Linked DNA regions of Mus musculus: region 2 is linked to region 1. The links are chromatin contacts, called in public HiChIP or PLAC-seq maps. All regions are on one chromosome and are shown on one strand. The core of a region is the stretch at or near the end of the contact, and the rest is flanking DNA. Distances in the headings are between cores, read along the strand shown.

Evidence for each region. HiChIP or PLAC-seq counts read pairs in DNA pulled down with a chosen protein or histone mark.
Region 2: an H3K4me3 HiChIP or PLAC-seq map of pro-B cells shows a contact between it and region 1, with 4 times the contacts expected there. The contact joins the enhancer-like site here to the promoter of Gbf1 in region 1. A contact is called at or near these places in 19 of 39 promoter capture datasets (the C10 cell line, the HPC-7 cell line, HPC-7-derived erythroid cells and 13 more), 1 of 15 datasets of contacts at CTCF or cohesin (the NIH/3T3 cell line), 25 of 484 Hi-C or Micro-C datasets (the 4T1 cell line, the 63-12 cell line, B cells and 17 more), 44 of 115 datasets of contacts at active chromatin or transcription factors (the 230-238 cell line, CD8 T cells, the HPC-7 cell line and 33 more) and 4 of 9 other capture datasets (adipose tissue, liver, macrophages and 1 more).

Annotation. Positions count from the first base shown.
Region 1 is chr19:46,151,307-46,154,006 of GRCm38.p6, forward strand. It overlaps Gbf1 (golgi-specific brefeldin A-resistance factor 1), which reads left to right and starts at 1,252. Exons shown (of 40, transcript NM_178930.3): 1 at 1,252-1,486.
Region 2 is chr19:46,247,642-46,250,466 of GRCm38.p6, forward strand. The region is part of intron 4 of Gbf1 (golgi-specific brefeldin A-resistance factor 1); the gene reads left to right. Among named protein-coding and RNA genes, the nearest start is that of 4833438C02Rik, 57 kb to the right of the region's middle. Within about 2 kb of position 1,535, at least 12 of the 459 cell types and tissues checked have an H3K27ac peak or open chromatin away from gene starts, as enhancers often do. A contact at or near this core is called in cerebellum and pro-B cells, where this site is marked.

The DNA of each region.
Region 1 (2,700 bases), core at 2-2,501:
TCCGCATTTCGAAGGAAAATGGGAAATCATCATCATCATCATCATCATCTTCTTCTTCTTCTTCTTCTTCTTCTTCTTCTTCTTCTTCTTCTTCTTCTTCTTCTTCTTCTTCTTCTTCTTCTTCTTCTTCCTCTTCTTCCTCTTCTTCCTCTTCTTCTTCTTCTTCTTCTTCTTCTTCTTCTTCTTCTTCTTCTTCTTCTTCTTCTTCTTCTTCTTCTTCTTCTTCTTCTTTTTGTTAACGATGTGGACTAATGGTGTGAGATTAGGCCCTCAGACTTGATCCTCATACACCTCCACCAATCGTTCATTAAGATTTGTCCAAGGCTTAATAGGAAGGGCTGAACTGAGAGTCATATAGCCCTATGGAGTAAGGTATACCAAGTATTGAGGGAGGCTGGAGAGATGGTTTAGTGGCTAAGAGCATTATCTTAAAATAGACAAATTCTTTCTTTTTAAAAAGAAGTATTAAGTACCCCCATGCCCCTTACTCTCCGCACCGAATTGGCTGGGGTAGGTGTATGTTTTTCTCTGCTATGCATGGATCCAGCTTTCCTCGGTAGAACTCTTTCCACGTCTGGAAAATGAGGATACTCTAATTAGGTATCCAAGATTTCTGCTACCATTTTCTCTATTTCTGGATGGTAGGAATGGAGTAGAAAATGCAAAAATCAGAGTTAGGATGAGACAGGCACATATACCCAAGTGGGGCACAGAAGACAGGAGGGCGTAGGCAAGATTGCACGGGCCGGATTTAGGAACGCGTTTCAACCCCAGACCTGCCTGGAAAGAGAGCGATCCCTAAAGTAGTAAAGCCCAGGTGACTTTGGTAGGATGAAGTTGGGGGAGTAGGGTCGCCCGCTCAAGCTCTCAAAACGGACCCCGCCCCCTTTCCAGCAAATCATAGCCTTCCTGCCCAGGATGCCCAGCAGCCACTGCTAAACAGCGCACTGCAACCGAACCCTATCTGACCCCACCTCTTCAACCGCCCAGCACAATTTTTCATTGTTTATTGGCTTCTGTAACTGTCAGTCAGAGAATCCTCGTATCCGTTGGCTGTCCCCTACCTACTCTTCTTTCCCTTGTAATCTGGTCTCTTTGGGCATTGCACGCCTCCCAGAGCTAATTTCTTTCTTCGATTGGATAGTCGGAATGCCACTTTTCAGAGTGCCACGCTCTGATTGGCTGAGCGCGGCAGGACTCTCGCAGTTACCAGGCAGCGGGCTAGACTGAGGCTAGTTACCACGTCAGTGAGCTGACAGGGAAGGTAGCCGGCACCACCGAGCGTCCCGGCCCACTTACTCCAGCCTGCAGTGAGGTCTCACCCTGAAGTTAGGGTTGCCTTCCAGAAGACAGGATCCTTCCCTTCTCTCACTCGCCGCCGGCGCCGGGAGAGCGGCCGGGAGACGCCTCCGGGGCCAGGCTGGACATGAGCTGCGGCTGCCGCCGGTTCTGGGACTAGGCCCCGCCATTTTGGATCCGCTGACAGGTCAGCGAAGTCTCTTCTTAGAGTTCCAGCGTCGTGAGGGCCTCCTGACGTTGCCATCAAGAATAAGGAGGAAGGGTCCTTCGGTTGGGCGAAGCGGCCTGGGCGATGGGCTTAGTGGGAAGAAGTAAACCCAGAGGACTGATGTGAGAGGGAGTTGGGAGGTGTGCAGGGGCCAAAGGTCAGACCCTTGTCCCCGAGGGGTGTTTCAGCTCCACCTGTGACTCGGTGGATGCTAGAATCTGTTTTTGTTTTTGTTTGTTTGTTTGTTTGTTTTCCCTAGGCATAATCTGGCCTGCAGCTCTTCTTTTTCAGACCCTTCTGCACCCTAAAGTCCTCAACATCTGAAAGCAAAATTAAGGATGGTTTCAGGGTTTAGAGAGTGAATCTTTTCAGATTCTGTACATCTGTCACTTCGGGGTGACTGCGTCCTAGCACAACTGAAGCGCCCCATTAATCCTGAAAGATGAGCCAGCTCAGTTTGGATTAGGTAGTCAGAAGGCATAGAAGACTGGAGGCAGCCGCCTGAGAACCTGGCCTGTAAGATCTTGCTTTTACAGGATAGCTCAGCTGTCACCAGGGGTCTGCATGTAAACACCTTTCTTTCTTTTTGAGTCAGGTTCTTTCTGTGTAGCTCTGGTTTTTCTGGAATTCACTATGTAGACCAGGCTGGCCTTGGATTTACAAAGATCCACCTCCTTCTGCCTTAAACTCTTTAGGTGTGTGTTATGGGTAGGCATTTACCCACTGTAACTCCCTTCTTTTTAAGGATATGAGGTTTGATCCCAAGGCAGCCACTCTTTTGTGACACATTTGATTGAGAGTTAAGAGGGGTTTGAATACTGATAAGGCTTGGTCCTGGTGGTCTATTTATTTTTAGTAGGTGAAAAATCATGAAAAGGGCTGGAGGGAGACGTAGCTGGTTGAGTGTTTGCCTTGCATGTATGGAGTCCTTGAGTTCAGTCCCTAGCACTTCATAAACTGGGCATGTTGGTCCACATCTGTAATTATTCCCTACTTGGGAGATGGAAACACGAGGGTTAGCCCTGACATTCAAGGTTATCCTCAGCTACTTCTTGAGTTAGAGGCCAGCCTGGGCCAAGTGAGACACTGTCTTTAGCAAAGAGACAAGTTAGGAGAGTTGTTCTGCTCCTTGTGGTAGGGTCAGGGAAACAGAGTGAATGGTAGGGCACAACCCGAAAGAGTGTAGTTTATGG
Region 2 (2,825 bases), core at 285-2,784, 97 kb after region 1:
TTTAAGATAGAGCACAAGGTGGCCTCAGATTCATTATATAGAATGGATACTGTGGATTTCAGGTCTTCCTGCCTTTCCCTTCCATACTGGGATAATAACCCTTTTGCTCCCACATCCAGTTTTATGAAGTGTTAGGATCAAAACAGTGACTTCATGCATTCTAGGCAAGCAGCCTACATCCACAGCCCCCTTTAATCAATTGAAGAAAATAATTTCATAGTTTTAGTCATGTCCACAGCATTGTACAACTATTCCTAACAAATGTTTCTCAAACTTTTTCATGCCCCAACAGAAATTTAATTATGAAATAATTCCCCATTTTCCTCCTCATTCCTCCTTGATATAATGGTGTATTTTTATTTAATGTTTACATTATTCTCTTTTTAAAGCCATTATAAATAAGCTGAAATAAACCCCTGTGTTCCTACGGCCATATTTACTAATTTTATCTCTGTGTGAAGTGTTATAGGTTACATTTTATAGATGGCTTCCCTAGTAGGTTAGAGCATTTTCATCCCTACCAGCAATGCCCTGGGCGTTTCCATTTCTCCTTGCTGTCTTCAGCCCTTAGGATTACCAGTTTTCTGTTTTATGTGTGTGCCACTTTGGTGGGCAAAAATCTGAATGTTGTTTTATTTCCTTGAGGTTGAAGCATTGAGTTTCTTTTGTCTCTATTTTGGATTTGTTTTAACAGTTGTAAAATCTCTTTGTATAGGCAGCTACAGTAAGGCATGAAGCTGAGGCTCCCGTGCCTGGAGAAGTGGAGACCTTACCCACTCACGACCTGGATGCTAGGAGGTCGCAGAAACTCAGGGTTCCTTAGCTTGAGCTCATCAGACCTTGTATCCTGCCAAACTCCCTCAGGTCCTCGTCTTCTAGTCAGCCAGCTTCAGAGAGACTTGCCAGCCTCGGTGTCTGTTGAGAGCCCATTATCTATTTATTGTATTGTAAAGTTCTGTTCTCAGTTTATACCTCTTATTGCACTCAGTCTAGAGTGGATCTCTGGTTTTTGTTTGTTTGTCTGTCTGTCCTCACTAGAAGGGCTTGAAGCCAGGGCCTCACACCTGCTAAGCAGGGAGTCCACCTCCGAGTTGTGTCTCCCTCAGTCAGTTTGAGAAGGTGTGTATTTGGGTTCCTTTTTAGTTGGTCTTGTCACTTAGAATTTTAAATTTATCCCCCTATTACAACCCATGTAAAAAGTGAAGAGCAAAGAAAACAGGCAGCTGTTTTTGTTCCAAAATGGAGAGACAAGGTGAGATGAGGCTCAGGTTCGAGCCAGCCAAAAGCAAATGAATGAATGACCTTTAAGTTCAGGAAGAGAAAACTCTTTATCTTCTCTAGAAAATTGGATTTGTTTAGCTAATGCATTCAGGATTCTGAGCAGGAGTCTTGGGTGTCAGCCAGGTCGTGAGTGGGTAAGGTCTCCACTTCTCCAGGCACGGGAGCCTCAGCTTCATGTCTTACTGTAGCTGCCAGCCTCGACCTGAGCACCACCTGCAGGTCATGTCTCTTCACAGCCTCCCGCAGCTGCCCTTCTGCGTCTTTCCCTTTGATCTTTTCTCCTTCCTCTGTCCCCTTCCTGGACTTGGCAAAGAGGCTGGTCATTGGAGACCTGAGGCCAGCTGGTCAATGGGGTTTCCTGTGGTGGGAAAGGAGAATGTTGGGGGTGATGATCATTATAGGCATGCGAAACAGACACTGAGGCTGCCAAGTCTCTCTGAAGCTGGCTGACTAGAAGACGAGGACCTGAGGGAGTTTGGCAGGATACAAGGTCTGATGAGCTCAAGCTAAGGAACCCTGAGTTTCTGCGACCTCCTAGCAGAAACCACCCCCTGCCCTCTGGATCCTGCAGCCCAAGGCTTCTGAGATTATTTTCTGCTCCACAAACTGACCTTTAGTTTCGTCCCATGTACCTGCAGGTCATGAGTTGTAGCACTGACTGGCAGTAGCTTGCTGGCAGGCTCTACCTGTGATTCTAAGGACCCATCACTATTACCTGCCTTCTTGAAAAATGGACTTTGCTACTTTGTTCAAGTTAAAGGAATGAAAATACAAAAAGATCAAAATAATTTAAACCACTTTATCACTAAATTACTGAAAGAGAGAAAGAAACAGACTCCCAGGATCCTTGAGATGTGAGCAAGGCTGCTATTCACTGAAATCTGACATGTCTTCTAACACAAGAAAGACCTAGCTTTCCTGTGGCCCTGAAGGCCTCAATAAGGACTTTCAAGCAGGGCTGCAAGAGTGTTTAGACAGGGGCCATAAAGAATAGGATTTCCCCTGCTGATTGAGGGAGCCGGGAGGGTGATAGGGGAGAGAGAGAGAGGCTGGATCATCACTGGCTCTGAGTCCTCAAACTCCTCCCCTTTGCATGTCTCTCTAGAAGCCACTTAGTACTTAAAATAAGACAGAGTCTTGGACATGTCAGAGGCTAGTGCCAAGAAGACAGTAGAGAAAAGACAACAGAAGTACTCACAGTTAACAGAAGTCTTCTGGCTCATTGTTGAAAGAGAAATGCTCAGGTTTCTTGGCAATCCCCCAAGCTTTAGGCTCAGGAACTCTGTTAATTTCAGGTACCAAAAAGGGGAAAATTGCCAGGTGTGGTGGCACAGACCTTGAAAGCCCAGCACTCTGGAGCAGAGGCAGAGGGACGAAGGTTAGCCTGGTCTAGTGAGTTTCAGGCAAGCCAGGGACCTTGTCTCACAAATGAAAAAAAGGAGGGAGGGGTGGCAAGAGCTGACTCCTACCACCCCGTCGGGAGGGCTCTTGCTCTCCGCGCTGCCTCAGCCTCAGCACAGCCTGAGCTTCATCAGGCCTTTCTT